2 separate regions of the Mus musculus genome follow, and region 2 is linked to region 1. The links are chromatin contacts, called in public Hi-C maps. All regions are on one chromosome and are shown on one strand. The core of a region is the stretch at or near the end of the contact, and the rest is flanking DNA. Distances in the headings are between cores, read along the strand shown.

The links. A called contact is a pair of places that touch in the nucleus more often than the background predicts.
Region 2: a contact with region 1 is called in a Hi-C map of myocytes, with 3 times the contacts expected there. The contact joins two enhancer-like sites. A contact is called at or near these places in 4 of 484 Hi-C or Micro-C datasets (the C2C12 cell line, embryonic fibroblasts, muscle stem cells and 1 more) and 5 of 115 datasets of contacts at active chromatin or transcription factors (embryonic fibroblasts, fibro-adipogenic progenitors, large pre-B cells and 2 more).

What each region holds. Positions count from the first base shown.
Region 1 is chr13:51,971,609-51,978,770 of GRCm38.p6, reverse strand. No RefSeq gene overlaps it. Among named protein-coding and RNA genes, the nearest start is that of Gm40948, 110 kb to the left of the region's middle. Within about 2 kb of position 2,765, at least 181 of the 459 cell types and tissues checked have an H3K27ac peak or open chromatin away from gene starts, as enhancers often do. A contact at or near this core is called in the C2C12 cell line, embryonic fibroblasts, muscle stem cells and 3 more, where this site is marked.
Region 2 is chr13:52,237,860-52,245,021 of GRCm38.p6, reverse strand. Gm33116 (a long non-coding RNA gene) reads right to left here. Exons shown (of 4, transcript XR_382372.2): 4 at 1-103. Among named protein-coding and RNA genes, the nearest start is that of Gm33116, 7.6 kb to the right of the region's middle. Within about 2 kb of position 3,066, at least 27 of the 459 cell types and tissues checked have an H3K27ac peak or open chromatin away from gene starts, as enhancers often do. A contact at or near this core is called in the C2C12 cell line, embryonic fibroblasts, muscle stem cells and 3 more, where this site is marked.

The DNA.
Region 1 (7,162 bases), core at 1,516-4,015:
AGCAATGAAAGTAATTTTATGGTCACCGCACCATGAGGAACTGTGTTAGAGCGTCACAGCAGTAGGAAGGTTGAGAACCACTGATAAAAGAGAAACCAGACAGGAAGTAGACCAGGCTATTCTAGGCCTCAAGACTCACCTTTAGTAACCAGCTCCCTCCAGCAAGGCCCTTCTTCTTAAAGATTCCACAACCCCTCACTCCCACCCCCCACCCAGCAACACCACCATCTGAGGACCAATTGTTCAGACACATGAACCTGTGGTGGGAAGTTTCACGTTCAGATTTTTAGCCAAACCAACATGCAGTCTGTGAAGGCCTCCTGTGAGCCTGTGTCTCCGACGCATACCCCACTCAGAACATCCATGGCCCACTCTGGGAAAATATCAAATCCATTTCAGAGATTGGTAAGCCCTGGTGCTTCAGACCACTGGGACCTCAGAGGAACAGGTGAGGGGAAAGGTTGATGTTACGTCAGCTTATCTGAGCTGATAGGTGCCCTGATGTCCGAGAATGCATCGCTTCTGGGTACATGTGGAAAGACATTGCTGGAAAGATGAGTGCTGGAGAAATGAGTACTGGAATCAGTAGAACACCTCAAGACTGCAGGTGCTGACCACCTTCATGGAGGACAAGGGCTGAGGGAGAGGTGCTGTATTTGACCTGAGCTCCCAATTCTGTCTTTAGACTTCGGTGTCCTGGTTCTCAGACCTTCTTGCGGTCCTTACAGAGAACCAGAGTCTGGTTTCCAGCGCCCCCGTCAGGTGGCTCACTACTACTTGTGATTCCAGCTACAAGAAATCTGGCGCCCTCCTCTGGCCTCCGTGGTACCTACACTCATGTTCATAACCACAGTATCAGTTCATAACCACAGTTCAGTATCAGGCCTTCAGTAAGATATGGTATCCATCATCACTACACTGGACATTGACTCTCCAAGTCTCTACTTCCCATAATCCCCTACCCCCCTCCTCTGGTTATCTGTTTGCCTGTCTATACATGTGCATGTTCTCTCTCTCTCTCTCTCTCTCTCTCTCTCTCTCACACACACACACACACACACACACACACACACCAGATGGACAAGACCCACAGTGATGTGTGGGTACTATAGATGAGAATCAGAGTCCCAGAGCACCCACTGAGGGAAGGGGGATTCCAGTGCACCTATTGATATATTAGCTTCCTGTGTCTGTGACTGCAGACAATAAATTGGACCAAGGACACAGAGATGACGTGGTGCTTAAGAGTGACTAGGAGACAGCTCAGCAGTTCAGAGCACTTGCGGTCCTTACAGAGAACCAGAGTCTGGTTTCCAGCGCCCCTGTCAGGTGGCTCACTACTACTTGTGATTCCAGCTACAAGAAATCTGGCGCCCTCCTCTGGCCTCCGTGGTACCTATACTCATGTTCATAACCACAGACACACACCATTTTAAACATAAAATAAGAAGTAGAAAGATAACTTGCTACGAAAGGGAAAGCACCCCTGAGACTAGGGTACAAGTGAGCCAGTGAGCCAAAGGTAAAGCTTGGGCCACAGGGCACCAGACCTTTCTAGGACATTACACAGCTTCTTGCCCATGCTTCGTTTGTGGGTGAAGTATGGGTGAGAAAGGACTTCCATTCTTTTTCTGCAAACTAAGTGTGCTCCATTTGTTGTCTGATGCCAGGTGGGAAAGAGCTTCCTTTGTATGCTAATCTTGATACAGATTTGTTCTACCACCAGGGTTGTGCAGGGCCCTGGCAGCAGCTGCTCCAGCGTGAAGCCTCCCTTCTCCTTCTGGGGCCAGCTACAAGGAAGACTGTTGTGAAAGTGACCTAGAAAAGCCACTTTGACCCAGGTAGGAAAGGCAGGGAGGAGAGGGAAGCTGCTGCAGGCTCTGAGCAAATTGTCAGTCCGCCCTCTGTCCCCTCTAGCAGCAGGAACAAGTCCTGCTGTCACCTTCTCTGTGTCAGCTTTCTGCTAAGGCCTAAGGCAGCCCGTGGCTCCAATATTTAACCCTGCCAGCTGGAGCTCCCCAGTCTTCCTTTCTTCCTTGGCATCTCACTGCTGAAGGCCTGCCCATTCCCAAGACCGACCCTCCCCAGAGTCACTGTCCCCAGACCCCCTTCTCCAATAACCATCAGCGAAACAATAAAAATCCTATTCATGTTGGAGGTGAAGTCAGATTACATCTCAGCCTGCTTGCCTCTAAAACCTGTTTTAATCTAAAGGATCCTTAAGGAGGCTGGCAGCTGGCCAGCAGAGTGACCATGGATGGGGACAGCAAGTAGTCCTCAGGATACTTTAAGGCCTCGCCTTGCACACCAGCCCCACAGCACTGGGTGCCTTTCAATTGGTTCTGAGAGTTCTCGAAGGCCAAAGGCCTGCAGGGCAGGCATGAGGGTCTGTGTCCACAGGAAGGGGGGGGGGGGCAAGCTTCTGCACAGCTGGAGTGTGCTGATAAGAGTCTTACCAGGGCAGGGCGGGTCCCCTGGGTGCATGCATGCTCTCCCTCTGCCTCCTGGCTTCTTCATACTTTGTCCCCTGCCACCACCATAAAGTACAGTGTGACCTGTCACATTCCAGAGCTGTGGCCTGGAGCCACCCAGCCCTTCGTATTGGCAAAGGAAGGGCTGGGCCACACAGCTGCTAAAAATGGCTGCTTCAGCCTTCCTACCCCAAAGAGTACATGCTGACATTCCTGCCATAGTTGAGGAAGGTCCAGCCCTGCTCCAGTTTGTGGCAGCTGCTCCCCAGGGCTCCCCTAGTCTGCAGTAGCTCCGCCCAGGCCTCCCTGCATTCCTCAAACTCCAGTCAGAAGCCTCTGTTTGCAGGAGCTGGGAGCCCACCAGGCAGAGGACGCTCAATGCTCCCTGGTCCCATGAGAGTCGGGGACAGGCATGTCACAGGCATGCCTCCTCCCAAAGAGAGGTAGTAAACCACCAAATGCCAGCCTCACTGCTGAGGTAGAGAAACTGGATCTGAGAATGCCTGTGCCATGCTACCCTTACCCAAAGTCCAGCAGAGTCTGACTCCAGGATTACCATCTCCTGGTTTATGAGTGAGTTATCTTCTGACATCTCACTGCTTTGGAAGGTGAAGAGGCACAGGTTTTTCTTCCTGGGGTGAGCCCGAGAATCAGCACACGCCTCTCCAGACATACCGGTGTGTGGCTTGCTTCCTCCAAGGTCTCTGGGGAGCAGGGAACTCAGCTGGGTCTCCAACCCACGCCCTGGCCCAGCCTTGTGGTAGAACTGGAGTCAGGCGCCATTGAAGCGGAGTTGGCGGCCTTCCCTGGTTGGGAAGAGGGCTTCATTGGGTGAGTCCCACAGACCAGGGTGCCCCTGGGGCTTGTAGACCAGAGCAGAGTTAGGAGCCCCGCCAAGCCTCCTCTCCAACGACACCAAAATTATCCTGTCGCTCCTAGGGCTGTGGTAAACTTTACAAAACTCTTTGAAGTTCAAACTGTGCCTGCCCACAAAAGGGGCTCAGCAGCCAAACTGTCTTACAGGGCAATTAAGATGTTGTCTGCAGGTATCAGGCTGTCTGCAGGGTTTGCTGGCACTCAAGACGGGTCTGCAAGAAGGTCAGGCACAGCCAGGGCAGTGGCCACAGGCCTGGCATAGGGGCCGCAGCTGAAGAAAATGACCCTGGAGGATGCCAGAGCCATTGCTGGGACACACACAGTCTCCTTCCCACCTGCACCTTGGTCTCAGGCCACACACCTGAGCTCCAGTGCTTTGATGGCCTGCCTGCCTTTGTGGGCGGTGTGAGCCTCAGCTCCAGGCAAAGCTGTAAGAGCTGATTCTGTTTGCTTTTTATCAGAGAGCTGAGGAAGGAGTTGAAAGCTGGGGCTCAGGTCTTTCAAATAAAACCTGCGAGACTGGGGAGGGAAGAAGACCACCACAAGTCCTGAAAGAGAGCCAACATGTGTCTGCAGCCTCCAGGGTTCTTGGCTGGGCTGGGCTGGCAGCTAGCTTCATAGTGCACTGGGAACCCTGTTTGGGGGATTGGGCTGTGGCTTCATTGAGATCCAGTCAGGAGCCTAAGTATGAAAACCAAAGTGCGGCCTCTCCTGTTCTGCATCAAAGCTCGGGCTGGCTGCACACTACCTGAGCCTTCTCCACTGAGAGCCCTGTCTGCCTGGGAACTGGCTGCATGAGTGGTGCCCTGGGCTAGGCAGGTTAGGTAGCAATGCTACCAGACGGATGCAAAGGGGGACCCAGAGGAAACTCAAGCAGCTGCAGTGTAGACCAACACACAGACTGACTCACCTCCAAACGGGCACACCTGTAGTTGCAGAAAGAACAGAATAACCCACCAATCCTCAGGAGGAGCACCTGCCCCCCCCCAGCCCCCCACCCCCCCACCCCCACCCCGCACCTGGGAAACTCCCTCCTGGACCAGCACCTACTCAGGGCTGCTTGCCAAAGCTGCATTTGTGTGTTTGGTCAGAAGGAGGCCCTCCGGTGGCACTGCTAGGCCAGGTTCCCGAAGCTCATGACCACATGGAACCATGAAGACCTGGGCGACCCGTGCTCACACCTGACCAAGAACACTGTGTCCCATTCAAAACAACTTAGTCCAGGCACCTGCTAGGTGTGGGCCACACAAGAGAGTACTGCACCCTGCCCTTAGCATCTCCCACACACTGAGCTGAGGGCCACCTTGGCCAGCAGCCTCGCTGATTCTTTATACCGAGGTAAGGTATACATGATATATACTATGTTATGGTTTGTGTATGTGTATATACTATTTTATATACTATGTTATGGTTTGTGTATGTGCATGTTCATGTGGGTGTGCATATGTGGCACGGGTGGGTGCAGACCATTACTCCTCAATATTTTTGGAGATACTATCTCCCACTGAACCAACACAGAGTTCGCCAATTCAGCAAATGAGCTCACCAGGCATCCCCCTGTCCCTGTCTCCCCAGTGCTCTGAGTGTAGATGTTTACCACTGTGCCCTCTGTTTTATGTGCATGCTAGCATCTGAACTCAGATTTTTATGCTCCTGAAGCAAGCAGCTTACCAACTGAGCTATGTCTGCACCCCGCCCCCACCTCCTAGCCATTTCTAAATACATAGACCAATGGCTGTAAGCATATCCGAAGCCGCTGACGTCATCCACCCCTAGAACTGTTTCCCAAACTGAAGCCAAGGCCTTATTAAACACCGGCTCCCCTCCCCCACACGCCCTGTAAATCACTCTCCTTTCTGTCTATGAATTTACCTACTTTTAAAACTTCGTGGAACGGAGCCAGATGGAATTAATTCTCTTCTGGTCTTTTCTTGGGAGAAAGGTCCTTTTTTAAGACGATCCGGTCAAATCGGTGCAGTTATTTTACTTGATTTTCTGTATTTTTCTCCATTTACATATGGTAAAGGCAATAACTCCAGCTCTTTGAGTTGTAAAGTCTATTGTAAAATAGGATGAAGTCCCACTACAGTTAGTTCTTAGAAAGATTTTATGCCCAGTCCCCCCGCCCCACAACAACTCCCCAGAGCTACACCTTCACATCCACACCCTCAATGCAACTATTCCATCCGCCGAGTCACTCTTCTGAGAATGGCTGCTGCTGACCTACCGCGGCTCAGGGCTAAGATTTTCCTACTTTATGACCACGATGGAATTCGGTGGAAACTGCACTTGGTATTTGGAATTTGGATCTTTTCTCTCACTAGCCACGTGCTGTGTGATTTGGGGGGTTGATATGCCAGGCTGTGGTGTCAATGGTATCTTCCAAAGATACCATAGCTGCCCCAAGAACAGGTAAGGTTCCCCCACAGCATCCCACATTCACCAAGTTATGTGAGATATTTGGCACTCCGTTGTAAGCAGGCTTTGTTTGCCGCAGCTTGGCTGGACAGGGCGGGGGGGGGGGGGGTGGGGGGGGGGCTGACAGAAGTGTTCTCAGCATGTGGAGGGAATGAGGTAAAAGCTCCAGTTTCTGGCAAGTGACTAATTCTCTGCACATTCTCCATTCCTGATGCATTCAGTGGTGTGAGGACAGCTAGCTGCACTTGGAGCCATGTAGTCTTTGAGACTGGCTGCTCCTCCAGGTCACTTGTATGTCAGTAGCTAGTTCTTCCTATCCTTGCTTGGTAACAGCCCTTGTTCTTGCACGGAGTCTGCCCTGTTCTCTCTGTCCATCCGGGCCCCACCTGCGTTCTCAAGGGCCTTTCCTGTAGGCTGTGTGCCAAAGCTCCCTTTCCTTTTGTGGATGATTCTAAGTGTATGTTTCTAAAGCATCCAGGATTCACTCACTCCCATACAGTGGACCCTGGGGTGGAGGACAGGATGCTTGTAAGGGAAAAGTGACTCCTCACAGGTCCTCGGTGGCAGGAGGCCATGCCATGAAGAACCCCACTGGAGGCCCCAGGGAAAGGTCAGGAGGTAGGAGTGAGGCAAACAGCATGGAGATTCTTGATTGTGGCCTCCTTGGGAAGGAACCTGTCAGACAGGGTGAACAGGCTCTTGGGCAGAGATGTCCCTGTTGTCTGCTACCTGGACCCACACAAGGAGAGCATCGCTATAGTGGCTCAGTGTGGACAAGCTTGAGACAGGAGATACTGGGGAGTGGAGGGATTGGTTGGTTGACAAGAGGCCTTTTCCTAGCTAGGGCTATGTGTCTCTGCAGGATCAGCGAGGCCTCACACCGCAAAGTCTTGGAGGATAGGAAACATAGTTGACACACACATGTACACGGCATTTCTTTATCTATCCGTGATGAGAGCATATCCATCCATTGATATGCTCCGTTTGTATCTGCCTCTCGGCTGCTGCTGGTGGGAACAGGCAGGCAGACATCAGCTCCAGTTCTGGGCAGCCTTCCTATTTCTAGATGTTTGTATTTGTGTCAGAAAGAGGGAGGGTGTGTGCTTGTGCAAGTGCACAAGCGTGGGGAGCCCTGAAGGGACCCTCTCATGTCCTCATCACTTTTTCTTGGAGTCAAGGTCTCTCACTGGCTCAGAACTGACCAAATAGTCCAGCCTGGCTGACCTGAGAAATCCAGGGAGCCTCCCACCTGTCTCTGTCTCCCCAACACTGGAATAACAGCTGCACACCAGCACACCTGGCTTTTTGATAAAAAGGGGTTTGGGGACTGCACACAGGTCCTCAAGCACTTTACCATCAGTCTTAAGGTTTCTATTCCTGCACAAACATCTTGACCA
Region 2 (7,162 bases), core at 1,817-4,316, 270 kb before region 1:
ACTTCTTCTGGGTATATGCCCAGGAGAGGTATTGCTGGATCTTCTGGTAGTATTATGTCCCTAGGCATGCATACAGTGACATCAGACAGGCAGCTGGAAGCAGCTATGGGGATATAAAACAAGGGCAATAAGATTTTTTTTATTGAGACATATAGTGGGTTAACCTCATGCTGCTGTATTCTAATGCTAATTTCGATCCCCTCCAAAACTGCCCCCAAAGCTGACAGAGTCCACAAAAAAAGACACTGAGTGACCCTGCCCCCAGTTAATTCTGATTGGTAAATAAAGATGCCAGCAGCCAAGGGCTGGGGAGAAGAGACATAGGTAGGGTTTAGGTTTCCCAGGGTGGGGACCCCAAGGGAAAGAAGGGAGGGGAAGAAAGGAGCCACCACGGAATAGGAAGAGTACAGGAGGGTGAAGGAGAGCTGCAATTGAATAGTTGAGCCATTAAAAAACTTGGCCATGCAGGGTAGCCAATTGGAGTTAAGAGCAGCCCAGATGGAACATAGAAATTAGTAAGCAGTAACACAGAGTTATCAGTAGAGAAGGGGATTCTAACAGCATGGAGGGCAGGCAGTTGCCCAGCTATTGTGCTGCCTAAGGCATATTTAAAAATATAAAGGCTGGGTGTGTGTTTTTCATCCAGGAACTTGAATGTTCTAAAGTAGGAAGAAACCCTGTGTGGGGATTTATGAAATATTTTTTACAACAGAGACACATGAATCTCAAGCCAGCAGGATGGCTAAAGTTGTGTATTTGGGATAGTTGGACAGCCCACATATATTAGAAGGGCATAGTCAAAGAAATGACATCAGAACAGCCCCTCAGATGGGTGAGGAAGAGGTTGACACACATGCTGTCTCCTGTATGGACACTCAGGACCTTTCTGAGGACATTGGGCCCCCTGTCCCCCTCACAGGAGCACCTTGATTCCCCTGCCTGTCCACAAACTGTGCTGACAGCCTCTTTAGCTGTCTCCTGTCACCTGTGCTTCTTCAGTTATGTCCTAGTACAGCCTTTAGCTCTGCAGCTTGATGAAGATTCTTCTCCCACAGGTGGCCAGGAGTCTAAGTATTCCCAAAGGCATAGCCCATGCACCCAATTGCAGGCATAGCCCACGCACCCACCTGCAGCCATAGCCCATGCACCCACCTGCAGGCATAGCCCATGAACCCACCTGCAGGCATAGCCCATGAACCCACCTGCAGGCTTAGCCCATGTACACACTTGCAATCCTATCTGCTCAACGTACTCTTGGTGATTGTATACACTAGCTTACCTCTATGGATCTGTTCTTCATGTATCCTGTGATTTCCTTTATTCTTTTGTTTCCTACCCCAATCTATTGACTCATACAGCCTTCTCATTTCTTCACTTTGAAGCCTCATTAATGGAATCCAGCCTATGGTGGTTGAATAAGAATGACTGCCCCCACCCCATAGACTCATATGTTTGAATGCTTAGTCATCACTGAGTAGAACTACTTGAGAGAGATTAGGAGGTGTGGCCTTGTTGGAGTAGGTGTGGCCTCGTGGAGGAAGTGTGTTACTGGGAGGTGGACTTTGAGGTTTCAAAAGCTGAAGCCAGGCCCAGTGGCTGGCTTGCTCTCTCTCTCTCTCTCTCTCTCTCTCTCTCTCTCTCTCTCTCTCTCTCTCTTCCTGATGTCTGTAGATCTGGATGTAGAACTCTCAGCTACTTCTCAAACACCATGTCTGCCTGTGTGCCACCATTCTTCCCATCATGTTGAAAATGGATTAAATCTCTGAAACTGTAAGCCAGCTCCAATTAAATGCTTTCTTTTATAAGAGTTGCTATAATCATGGTGCTTTTTTACAGCAATAGAACACTAAGACAGAAGTTGATATCAGTTGTCAGTTATTGCTATGACAAGCCTGACCATGCTGCTGGTGGCAAAGTGTGGAGTTTGGGACTTTGGGTTAGGAAAGCAGTTGAATGCTTTAAGTGGGGCTTAATAAGCTGTACTAGTCAGAATGTGGAAGACAGGGGTGCTGAGAGAAATCTAGATTGTTATGGCCCAGTTAAAGAGGTTCTAAAGGAGAAAAATACTAGTAAGTGATTTAGAGGCTGTTCTTGTAATATTTTGGTAATGAACATAGCTACTTTCTGCCCTTCTCCAAAAAATCTGCCTGAAGCCAAATTAAAGAGTTTTGGATTAATGTCATTGGCAGAGGAGATTTCAAGACAGCCTCGTATTGACTCTGTCATGTGGTTAATAACGGCCAGTCTTATGCAGATATAATAAAGGAGCTAGCTGAGCAAGAAAAAAAAAATAAAAATATGTAGAGTTTGAGGAGAAAGGGAGCACTAGGTCGAGTAATGGGTCAAGTAAGCTCAAGGAGATAAGAAGTTTCAAGGAAAGCCTGGTGCTAAAAGGATTCAAGGGAGTAGTGACCTCTGGGCAAGCAGAACAACTTGACAGCTTTGGACATGTGGTTCTAGCTGTAGAGTAAAGGACATAAGAAAGGTGTTTCCATGGCTATAGACAGCTACTGAGGCCAGGCATGTGTCAGGGCTATCCATGCATGGAGAGCCAGAAAGGCCATTCTGTGAAGTTGTGAAGGTGAAGTCTGGATTTGGTTAGAGACACCAAGATGCTGCAGATGCCAGAGCCATGAGATATCTGTTGAGGAGAGCCGTTAACAGGAAATAGAACTGTTCCCAAGAGAGAAACATGTGTTGTAGTCAACAAAGCTGAAAGGAGTTGGAGATCTGAAGAGTGAGTTGACATCAGACAAGAAAAGGCTGAATTTGCAGTTTTACCAGCAGGCTCTCAGTTTTGTTTCTGTCATTATCTTATTATGCTTCCTGTCCTCCCTTTTGGAATGATAATACATCCTGTGTCATTGTATGTCAGAAGAGACTTTCATCTTTGAACTTTTAAACAGGGTTAAGGCTGTTATAGATTAAAGGGACTTTTGAAGTTGGGCTGAATGTATTTTTTTTTTTTTTTTTGCATTATGATATGACTACGAGCCTATGGGGGAAGGGAGTGGAATGTGGTGGTTTGAATAAGGATGTCCCCCAGAGTGTTTGAATGCTTAGTCATTAGGGTGTGGAACTACTCAGGAGGGATTAGGAGATAGAGCCTTTGTTGGAGTAGGTACAGCATTGTTGTCCTGGAGATTGGTTTAGAGGTTTTAAAAGCCCAAGCCAGATCCAGTCTCTGTTTCTGTCTCTCTGTCTTTCTCTCTGCCTTTCTCTCTGTCTCTGTCTCTGTCTCTGTCTCTGTCTCTCTCTCTCTCTCTCTCTCTCTCTCTCTCTCTCTCTCTCTCTCTCTCTTGCCAATCTCCTCCTCTGCCTGAGGAGAGCCTGGTTTAGAATTCTCAGGTCTTCCTCAGCATCAGCCTGCCTACTGCCATGTTTCCTACTATAGTGAAAATAGAATGAATCTCTGAAATTGTAAGCAAGCTCCAGTTAATTATTTCTTCTCTAAAAGTCACCATGGCTATGACATCTCATCACAGCAATAGAACACTTACAAGACACAGCTAAACCCCGTTCTCTCCTATGATTTTATATCTGGGCATCCAACCAGACCTTTTCTGCTGAATTAATCCTGAGTGCCACCAACTCTCAATACCCTGGGTGTGCCTGAGTGGTCATCACCTGAGATGCTGGCTTCTTTTACTTCCAGACTTGAGCCATTTTACTTTTAGATATGGCTCTCAGAAGACTTCCCCACTTCCACAAGTCGAAGTTCACCCTCTCCAAACACTGTACCCCATGAAGTAAGTAGCCTTCATGGCTTTGCTGGCAAACTGTCTGGTCATCAACACCTCTGAGATTTTATATCACACCTGTTCACATGTGGCTCTCTTCTCCACATCCCAGATTATATCACTCTTGGAGTATTGTCTAAATTCCATATCTTCTGAAACCCTTCATGTCTCTAGAATATGTAGCTTGAGGAATGAAGATATACATACTCAGTGGCCCAGAGTGCCCAATGAAGGTCCATAGCTAACCAATCAAAATAGAGAGCGGTCAGCAATATCTCAGACCCCCTGCCAGCGGAGGGGGTGCTTCTGATGTGGATCTCTGGAACAAGGGAAAGAGAGACAGACAAACAGACAGACAGACACACACACACACACACAGAGAGAGAGAGAGAGAGAGAGAGAGAGAGAGAGAGAGAGAGAGAGAGAGACCGGGCCTGCCATAGGCATTTGGAAGCCTAGATTGGGATGTTACATAATCACAGATAAAGAGGGACAGATTTCCAACATGAATAAATAGCAACAATGACAAACATGTCTATTTTGATTTCCTGGGAAATATTGTCCTTTTTTGAAGTTTATTGTGTACTCACAGATGCACGCCCAAAGACATCTTTTTCAAGAGAATTTTTAGAGTACACTAAACAATGTCAAATTGAATACATTCTATTTTTGAATTCCTGCACCTAGCTGCAGTGGGAAAAAGCTTTCACATCTATCAGCAGGAATGTTCCAGATTCAACAAGCAATTCGGTGACTTTTTATGTGCATTGCTTTTTTTAGACCCCAGCTTACTATTTATGTGGTCAATGGAAACAGTGGTCAGCACTGAAGAGAAAACACCACATGGCAAACAGTGAAGAATTATGCCCGAGGAAGACTAGGCAAGCTTGTTGTCCTTCCCCCACTATAGAAGGGCATGGGCTCAATTTGTCTTTTTTTTCCCCCCCGAGACAGGATTTCTCTGTATAGCCCTGGCTGTTCTGGAACTCACTTTGTAGACCAGGCTGGCCTCAAACTCAGAAATCCACCTGCCTCTGCCTCCTGAGTGCTGGGATTAAAGGTGTGTGCCACCACGCCCGGCCCAAGTTGTCTCTTAATGTATAGGAACAAGTCACATAGGACATTGAAAATCCTCTTGCTTTACTCTGTTCTGTAGCTTAGACATGTATCAAAATTACACTATCAAATCCAAAACCTTGGTACTAAGAATCCAAGTGTCCAGTGTGCTTCTCTTTGCTGATATGAAAAAAACAAAACAAACAAACAAACAAACAAAAAAACAACCTGACTAAATTCACCTTGGGGAGGAAAGGATTTATTTCATCTTACATTTCCACATCATAGCCCCTTGTCCCAAGGGCATGAATCTAAAGGCAGAAACCAAGAAGAAATGCTGCATAATAGCTTGCTAAGTTTGCTTTCTTATATGACTCAATACTACATTAATCATCAGCCAAGAAAATGCCCTTACAGACTTGTCCACAAGCCAATCTGATGGAGGAAATTTCTCAATTGAACTTTCCTTTTCTCAGGAAACTCTAGTTTATGTCAAGTTGACAAAAACTAACCAGCACACCAAGGGATACTCTTTCACAGAGTTCTTAACTCAACCCATCAAGTAAGTAGAAACAAGTCCTTGTAGCTCAGAGTGAACACCGGTCTGGAGTATGCTCTATGGTGAATGTTTCTCAAAATCTAGCTTGCACATAAGAATCAGGTCAACTGCTTGGGACTGAGGAGAAGGTAATCTTTCTTTCCACTAAAGATCTCACTGCCCCTGAGGTCTTTTGCTTCCAACTCTACTTTAAAGTTTATCACCAGAATTCTAAATCACACATGGCCTTGATGTTGCCTTTTTCATTCTAGTTTCTCCCCCTCAAGCCATGACCTCTACAGTCACTCTCAGGACGTGATGGACGCCAGAAGAAATGGGAACCTCAAGACTGTCAACAGAAAGTCAACAGGCAACTCAAGGCCAATGAATGACCAGTTAATGAACAAGACAGCAGATATGGCCATATTCAAAATTCCAAGTCCTAAGTTTGGGATGCTCGATAGGGAATAGTTTAGGTGATTTTGGTACCCCAGACAACATTTTATTTGTGTTTGTGCATGTCTCTATGTGTGCAAATGTCTATGCACCTGTGTGTGAATGCATGTGCAGGCCCGAAGACAACCTTGGGTATTATTCCTTAGAAACTGTTCAGCTTGGTTTTTGTTGTTACTTGAGACAGGATCTCTCACTGGGACATGGAGCTTGCTTATTCTGTTCCTAGTATCCAGGGATCCTTCTATTTCTGCCTCACAAGCACAAGGATTATAAGTATACACTACCGCACCTAGTTTCTTATGTGGGTGTTGAGGCTTGAACTAAGATCCTCAAACTGCCAAGGCAAGCACTTAGTCAACTAAGTCATCTCCCCAGGTCCCTGTTTCAAATATTTCATACCTAGTTTTTGCCTTCAATGAGCAGAGCATCTAGTAGGTAGACCAGTTGCCCCATCTCTTTTCCACTGCCAACCAGATTTCAATAGAGCCTTTTGCAGTGATCTGTGAGAATAGGATACTGAGAATCCAAGACTGAGATATCTAGACTTCCATGATATCTGGCCACCTCAAAGGCTTTTTCTCTCCTTGAGTTGAGTCATCAGGGAGGTAACATCTCACCTGAGTCCACATACTTTCAAGCCATATAGAGAATCATTTAGTTTGCCCTCCCCATACCCTAAACCCCAGAAGGCACAGCACCCCCTTCAGGATACACTGAGTATCTGTAGCCAACTGAAGTATTCATGATTGTTAACCTTGTTCAGTCATAACCCCTAGGTTTGTAACTACAGATGCCACAGTTTCCCCTTGCAGGATGTACCATGTATCTGTTACTATCTGAGGCTCTCTGACCCATGCTGGGTTGAGGATGCTTGAAACTGGGGTGATTTTTCAGCTTGTCACTTTGCTTTCATTTGTGATGTACCACAAATCTGTTCTGATGCACTGCTTCCTGAATATATACAACTGACATCATTTATTCAAAAAGACAGATGCAAAGATCTTTAAGGTGTTATTTTTTTCCCCTTGATTCTTTTTGCTGGGTTGAAGGAAGATGTCACCTGTAACGTAGTGACAGTATTTATAATTTTGATGATGCTAATTTCATGATGCATGAAAGTTCCTCTGTGATCTGAGACATTCATCATCATTTAGATAGCGCTGTGGTGGGTGTTACACAATGAATATGAGCATAGAGCCTTCTCTCTTTCTCCCACTCCTTATTTCTCTGACTACAGAAGCATGCACACATCATGATGTTTCCACACTGACATAAGCACAGGTGTATTCTTGGTTACATCAGGAATCTTACAAGTCTCTTTTTTTCCCCACAAAGAGACAGCAGAAATAATTAGGATGGTACTAGAGAAGGT